Linked DNA regions of Mus musculus: region 1 is linked to region 2. Evidence: chromatin contacts called from public promoter capture Hi-C data. All regions are on one chromosome and are shown on one strand. The core of a region is the stretch at or near the end of the contact, and the rest is flanking DNA. Distances in the headings are between cores, read along the strand shown.

Evidence for each region. Promoter capture Hi-C pulls out the DNA fragments that hold promoters and counts their contacts.
Region 1: a promoter capture Hi-C map of embryonic stem cells shows a contact between it and region 2, with 5 times the contacts expected there. The contact joins the promoter of Msx2 here to the promoter of Shc3 in region 2. A contact is called at or near these places in 3 of 39 promoter capture datasets (embryonic stem cells, liver and pre-B cells) and 1 of 115 datasets of contacts at active chromatin or transcription factors (embryonic stem cells).

Annotation. Positions count from the first base shown.
Region 1 is chr13:53,471,184-53,474,450 of GRCm38.p6, reverse strand. It overlaps Msx2 (msh homeobox 2), which reads left to right and starts at 1,671. Exons shown (of 2, transcript NM_013601.2): 1 at 1,671-2,119. The coding sequence starts at 1,741. It overlaps Gm33763 (a long non-coding RNA gene), which reads right to left. Exons shown (of 4, transcript XR_873406.2): 2 at 1-476.
Region 2 is chr13:51,567,643-51,571,234 of GRCm38.p6, reverse strand. It overlaps Shc3 (src homology 2 domain-containing transforming protein C3), which reads left to right and starts at 1,784. Exons shown (of 12, transcript NM_009167.5): 1 at 1,784-3,592.

The sequences.
Region 1 (3,267 bases), core at 422-2,921, 1.9 Mb before region 2:
GAAGACTTTTTTTTTTTTAATCTTCTAAGATTTCTACATCTATGGGTTCCCTCAGACCAGCGAGATTTCACTCTGGGTAAATGTTTGAGGCAAAGGTCCCTGTTTCAGAGAGGTAAGCTGGAAGGATCTGGAGGTCTAGGCAGTCAAGTTTCTAAGTCTTCTAAACTGGGGTACCTGCTAAGCTCTGGTCATTGAAAGCAACTTGGAGCAATGGTCCTCCCCTTTGGTGCTGGAGGGAGTATTTAGGGAGCATTTGCTGTTTGGGACCAGCGCTTAGCAGGCTCTTCTTTCCCCCACCAGTCCGGATGGGTTTTTGGATCTATGAAAAAGCTTCTGCAGCCTGAAATGGGTTGTTTGCAGCGATCTTTCTGCTCCTGCTGGCTTGCGGGCAAGGGAGGTGCAGAATTATTTCAGGCCTCTGTCTCAAAACTCTCTTCTTCCATGCATTGATACAGTTGGTCACTGATGCTTTGGGGCTGCAGTTAGATAGAGAGTGTGCTTTAGGGTGGGATCCTGATAGGTATGCTGCTTAAAATTTCAAAGTCAGGTGAGATGAGCTTTCCCCAAAGATATTCAGGCTTTGGGTTTGCAAAGTCGAACCCTGTTATTTGCAGAGAGAATAAAGACACTAAATGTCACAAATACCCTTCTCCCCTGCCCATCACCTCCCAAGGCAGATGCTATCCTGACACCTGAACTCCAATGACAAACACAAACTCAAAAAAAAAAAAAAAAAAAAAAAACCTCATGAGCACACTTTTGCACGGGCCTAGAGAGGAGACTCAAGGGGTGAGAAAATATCCCCATTGACAGTTTCTAAAACTTGTCCTGTTTGGACAGAGTATGAAATGGAGATCATTTGTGTAAATTAGCTGCCAGGAACCAATGGGCGCTGGGTCTGCTGGTGCACACCTACACTCTCAACACCAGGGACGAAGCCAGTGGGGTAGCAAGTTCAGGACCATCTTGGGTAAGATAGGGAGCGACTTCTAAGCTAGCCAGAGCTGGAGAGCAAGAGTCTGTTTTAAAGGAAAAAAAAAGGGAGAAAGGGTAGAGATTAGTTGAATATCCCTTGACCACCTCTCAGCCTTTCTCATCTTTGTCCCTTTTCTTAAGGAATGAGTTACAGCTAATGTCTTGGAACACTCTCCAAAGATAAGACAACTAAGGACCATGCCTAAACTATTTCTATTAGTAAAGATGCTGCTATTGTTTTCCATTATAGTTACAAAGATACACTAGTTTGAGCTCATAGTGGGAGCTTTATAAATGTTCCATGCCCTCCGCAGATTTCCAACATTCTCAGGCGGGAGCGTGTGGGATCGGCACCAGAAACACTTTAAAGAGGGGTTAAAAGACAAGAAATGAGACTCGGCAAGCTTCCTCTTTAAACAATCGGCTTTAATTACGCCTTAGACTTTTCAGTTTGGGCGATTATAACCCTTGAGGGATCGCCTAATAACAACTCTGCTGACTGCTCCTGTAATTAACTCCTAATTTATTTCAAACGGGGCGGGGGAAGGGCCCCAAGCCTCTCCAGGGAGAGCCAATCGGTGGCGAGCGTCCGTGGCGTCAGGAGCAGGGCCGTCGCCAGTTGGTTGAGCCGAGTCTCCCACTTCCCCTCGGAGGACAGGCTGGGCTCCCAGCGCGCCCCTGCCGGCTCCCCCCCCAAAAGTTGGAGTCTTCGCTTGAGAGTTGCCAGCGGAGTCGCGCGCCGACAGCTACGCGGCGCAGAAAGTCATGGCTTCTCCGACTAAAGGCGGTGACTTGTTTTCGTCGGATGAGGAGGGCCCCGCGGTACTGGCCGGCCCGGGTCCCGGGCCTGGAGGAGCCGAGGGCAGCGCAGAGGAACGCAGGGTCAAGGTCTCCAGCCTGCCCTTCAGCGTGGAGGCGCTCATGTCCGACAAGAAGCCGCCCAAGGAATCGCCCGCGGTGCCACCCGACTGCGCCTCGGCTGGCGCTGTCCTGCGGCCGCTGCTGCTGCCGGGACACGGCGTCCGGGACGCTCACAGTCCCGGGCCTCTCGTCAAGCCCTTCGAGACCGCCTCGGTCAAGTCGGAAAATTCCGAAGACGGAGCACCGTGGATACAGGAGCCCGGCAGATACTCCCCGCCGCCCAGTGAGTGCGCGTCTGGGACGGGATCCGGGCTGGACCAGCGCGAGGGGTCCCAGAGGGGCTGGGGAACGGGTGTTAACAGGATGATGCTCTTGACCCCCCTGGTACCCCAGTTCAGCGGGCGGTCCGCATCCCAGAATCCCTAGCTTCGAGGAATCTGCAGTACCTGAGCGCTGGCTGGCATTTGAAAACCAAACCAAGTTGTTGATTTCTGCAGTCCTTAGCCCCCTGCTCCGAAAACTTCATATTTGTGTACCTGCCCGGGAAATAGGGGAGAGTCGCTGTTTTGTTTTGTTGAGTCAGGGTCTCCTGTGGCCCGTGCTGGTATGCAGCTCAGGATGGTCTTGAACTCGTCATCTTACTCCACCACCTAAGTACTAGAATAACTGGTGTGCACCACCACACCGGGCTGGGATCCACTTTAAATGAGTATTGAAATGTGGTTTTGCTGGCCTTCAAAATATACAGGCAGCCCCATGAAGTTCACCCCACTATAAAGACTAGACAACTGGAAGTTAACCAGACATGGAGCAGACATACTTGGTAGTCTTCGAACTCCAGTGTCCATCCTATGAAGGGAAGGTGGCAGGCAGAGACTGATTCGGAAAGGAAGCTTCTTGTATTCTAGTCCGTTGTTGGTTAGGTTCTGCGTGTTGCAGGGAGCTAGTTTGGGCCAGACCCTCGTGGGCTCTCCTGGGTTCACAGTAATAATTAACAGCATTCCTTCAGAACTTGAGAATGTACAGTGAGGTGGCCACAAGTTCGCCAGATTTGGCTGCTTGCTAGAACCTCAAAGTACAGGCAGAGGCATGCCACCTGTGGCTACCCCTTCAGACTTGGTGGCTAGTGCTTAGAGGATTGCTCTTGCTTGGTCCAGGTTACCATTCATACTTGCAATGGGCATGGGGGTCTGGTGTCCATGCTCTCTGCCCCCTCTTTTGAGGGTGATGGCCATATTGCTATTTTCACTGCACCCCACTTCCTCCAGGGAGGCTGTGCCGACTTCCTTTCCAGACTTAGCATCCCTTTGGGGTCCATTCCTGAAACTTTGTTTTTAGTTTTATCTCTTGGCCTTTGAGGTTTATCTCTTCTGTTGCCTTTTTTCCTGCCCCCCCCCCCATCAAACTTTGGGAAAGTTGAGAAAGAGGGAG
Region 2 (3,592 bases), core at 535-3,034:
TTAATAACACAGTCCAATAAACTAAGTGAGTTATGAATAAAGATAATTTACCTCTGCTCCTTAGTCTGGTACAGCTGAGAGACCAAATTCTTGGGATTCTTGCTAGCAGAGTCTGAGGTGGCTCAGGGCTTAAGACGGTGAGAGACTGGGAACACGTATGCCTGTGTGCACACACGAGTGTGTGTGTTCAGACTCTCTACTTCTATGTGGTTATATGTGTGCAGGTGCATCCTTGTGTGTGCTTGTGTGGAAGTGTGCCATACCTGCATGTGGAGGACAGAGTATGGCCTCCACTCTCATTTCTTGGATGACAGCCATGTTTTCTTTAAAAATAGCTTTTCATTAGATGCATGTTAGAGCACATGTGTAGGGGGTCAGAGGACAACATCATCTCCACTGTGTGGCTCCTGGGGACTAAATTCCAATCATCAAGGTTGATAGCAATCTTGCTGACCCCATCTTGTTTGTTTGAAATAAGGTCTCTTCTTGGCTTAAAACTTGCTGAGGGGTTGGGCTGGCTGGCTGTGTAACACTGGGTCGTCAGCCCATTTATTTGTTTGTCTGTTAGTATTTTTGGTTTTGTTTTTTTAAATGTTGAGTTTTTGAGGATTGAATTCAGGTCCTCTTGCTTGCAAGATAAAGCATTTTACAGACTGGGCTATTGCTCCTCTACTCTGATGACCTAATCCCAGTCCTGTCCCAGAAGCCCCTCCCCTAAATGACACAGACTAAGCTTTCACCTTTTGAAAGAAAGGTGGCCAGGATTAGACTTCAACATAAGCATCCAGTGAACACGTGATAGTCACAGCATAGCGCAGACTTTGAACATGGCATCTAGAATTATCTATCCTCGTTCTCACTGGTGCCAGTTTGTTTCGAGTTGACAGCCCAGAGCTTGGGCTTTGGGGGATCATGCCTAAAATAAGCGACAGCCAGGCTCCCTAGGGCGAACAAAGGGCTCTCCTGGGACAGGCACGTGAGCAGAGTTCCCCTGCAGGGGCTGTGGAATTCCATCTGACGCATTTGGGCTCTTTAATTTATTTTCTTTTTTCCTGTACACCAAAATATTCGTATCACTTTCCAGCTAACAGCAGCTCTAGCTGTACTATATGATATTCTTGGTATATTAACGTCTAACACCAACGAGTCTAATTGTTGTATGTAAATTTACACCGCCATTCATATTTTCTCAGTCGGCTCCCTCCGTTGGCCTCATAATAGAATCCAAAGTCTCCTTGTTGGCTAAAGGGTTAAATGATGTAGCTTTGGGATCCCCTCCGCTGCTCTGGAGACTTAGCTTGCATAGGTCTTCTTTATTCCTTTATTAGGAAAGACTTCATGGGGAAGAGGCTAGCCTTTGACTGGGTCTTCTGTGTGCATTCATAATAAAAGCTGGTACATTCATGGCTGCTCTGTGAGGTAGAAGAACCAGTGAATGAAAGTTTGGGTACAGCTCACCTCCCAGAGAGTGGTCCTGCTTCACCCGGAACTGACCCGATAGTCTCCAACACCCTTATAAAACTAATTTTCCCCATCTCTCTATACCGGCTTGTTTCTTCCTCCCAGAATTTTTGTAATCAATCTGGGTGGTGTTATTTTTTTTTTTTTCTTTCTCTTTTTTTTTCCCACACTGCTGTTGGATAAAAGATCCCGCCCTTGATTGAAATGGAATCTTCCACTATTGAGCGAGCCTTTGTTGAATGAGTCATCGGCTCAGCCTCTCATTGGCTGAAGCCGCCTGAGCCCAGGGGATTGCCTGGCACCGGCTGCAAGGACCCGCTCCATTCACAGAAACGCTGGCTCGCTCGCCGGCCCTTTCATTCACACAAACAGCATCTCATTCACATTCGGTCTGTTTTTTTTTTTTTTCCTTTTTCTTTTTTTCTTTTTGTCTGCTTCTAATGAAGAAGACCACGGTTTGGGAATGGTGGGGCTGACTTGCTTCAGATTGGAGGGGGACTCCAATCACCATCGAAATCGTCCGTGGGGTGCGCATCTGCTGTTGCTATGCGAGCTAGAGGAAGGGAGAAAAGAGAGTGCGGGGTGGCTGTTCAGCTAGGGCTGCCGCGCGGTTGGAGAGCGGTGGGGACGTGTTTGCTGCGCCAGGGCGGGCCTGGCGGCTCTGCGCTTTTTCGTCCTCTGGAACCGGCCTCACTTGCACGGCCGCCACGGGTGGCTCTCCCTAAACTCCCTTCCTGGGGCTCCCAGAAAGCCTGGGAACCGCACTGCCTCCCGAGATCAGCCCTGGGCGTGAGAAGACTCAGGGTGACCTGCTAGTGTGCTAGAAGGCAAATGCATTCGCTTGCACAGAAGTTACCAGGAAACTTTGACAGCGATTGACTTCTCGGTGGTGCAGGTTATCTGTCTTAACACATGAGGCCACCTGGTAGAGGCCACCGAGGAAGGGCTCAGTGGGTCTCAGAATCTTGGTCAGACCCTCGGGGAGGCTGTCGATGTCCTATTCTCCCAAGCGTCAGGAAGAAGGCCTGTGCGTGTCACTGCAAGCCTGGGCCCGACTCGCAAGGAAGAGGCCATTCTTGCTGTGGATTTGATGGACAGTTAGAGCAGCCGCATTTTTTTTCCTGCCTGACTGCAGGGCTGCAAGCAGCAACTGAAGGGACATTGAAACGGATTGGTAATGCTACTAAGGCATGCTTCCAGGGCTGAAACACATTCACTTGGAATAAAACTCAAAACGCGGCCCTCTTTCTCTCTCTCTCTCTTTTTTTGGCATGGATTTCTGGAGCCTGTTGCCGCTCAGCAGAGATGCAGGTTTTTTTTTGAAGTAGATTTTTCAACTGAACCCTAGCTGAGTACGGCTGCTGACTGCTGTAAATTATTAGGGAAGACCCCCTCTGAGCTGTACTGAGAAGAAATTTCTGTGCTGATTTTTTTTTTTTTTCGTGAATTGGTACAGGAATTGCACCGCCACAGATACATGGCTGCTCTGCTGATCTGAACAAGAAAAGCAAACCACAGGAAACTGACAGGTTTTTTTCTTTCTTTCTTAAATATTCATCTGCTGGTGAAGGGTCCCCCCTCTTTTTTTTTTTCCTACTTAAAATTCTTGCTACTTTCCAAAATCAGGATTCATCAGGATTCGCCTTGAAGACTTCTTTAAAAGCCTTCGTCACATTTGAACGCATCCCTGTCAGACACTTCTGGGCTTCATCCACATGAGCTGAGCAAGGGAAGAGCAAGCCATTGCACGGAATAATGGGTTGCGGAAAGTTCAAGAGATCATTTGACGGGACTGGATTTACCTTTGGCACAGATGCGGGATGGGGAGGGGGTAGGTGAAAAGGCAAAGACTGGAAGGAAATATCTGCGAAGGTAGAAAAAGGAAATTTGAGAACTGATTGGCTGTAGTTGCTGTCAGCGGGTGGATGTCGTTTTCTTCTCTCTCTTTTTGCTACAGGAAGTGATTTGCGGAGCTCACCGAGCCTTTGTTGAGAAGGGTCTCCTCAGAGTGAGTCACGCTTTTGCTGGGAGCAGCCCCGTGCAGCTGGCCGCTCGCTCCATCAGCCGCAACTATGACTTTTGCAAGGCAAGCGTTCCACCCCAACCCTCGGTCTCCAGGGCCCGCGCTGCG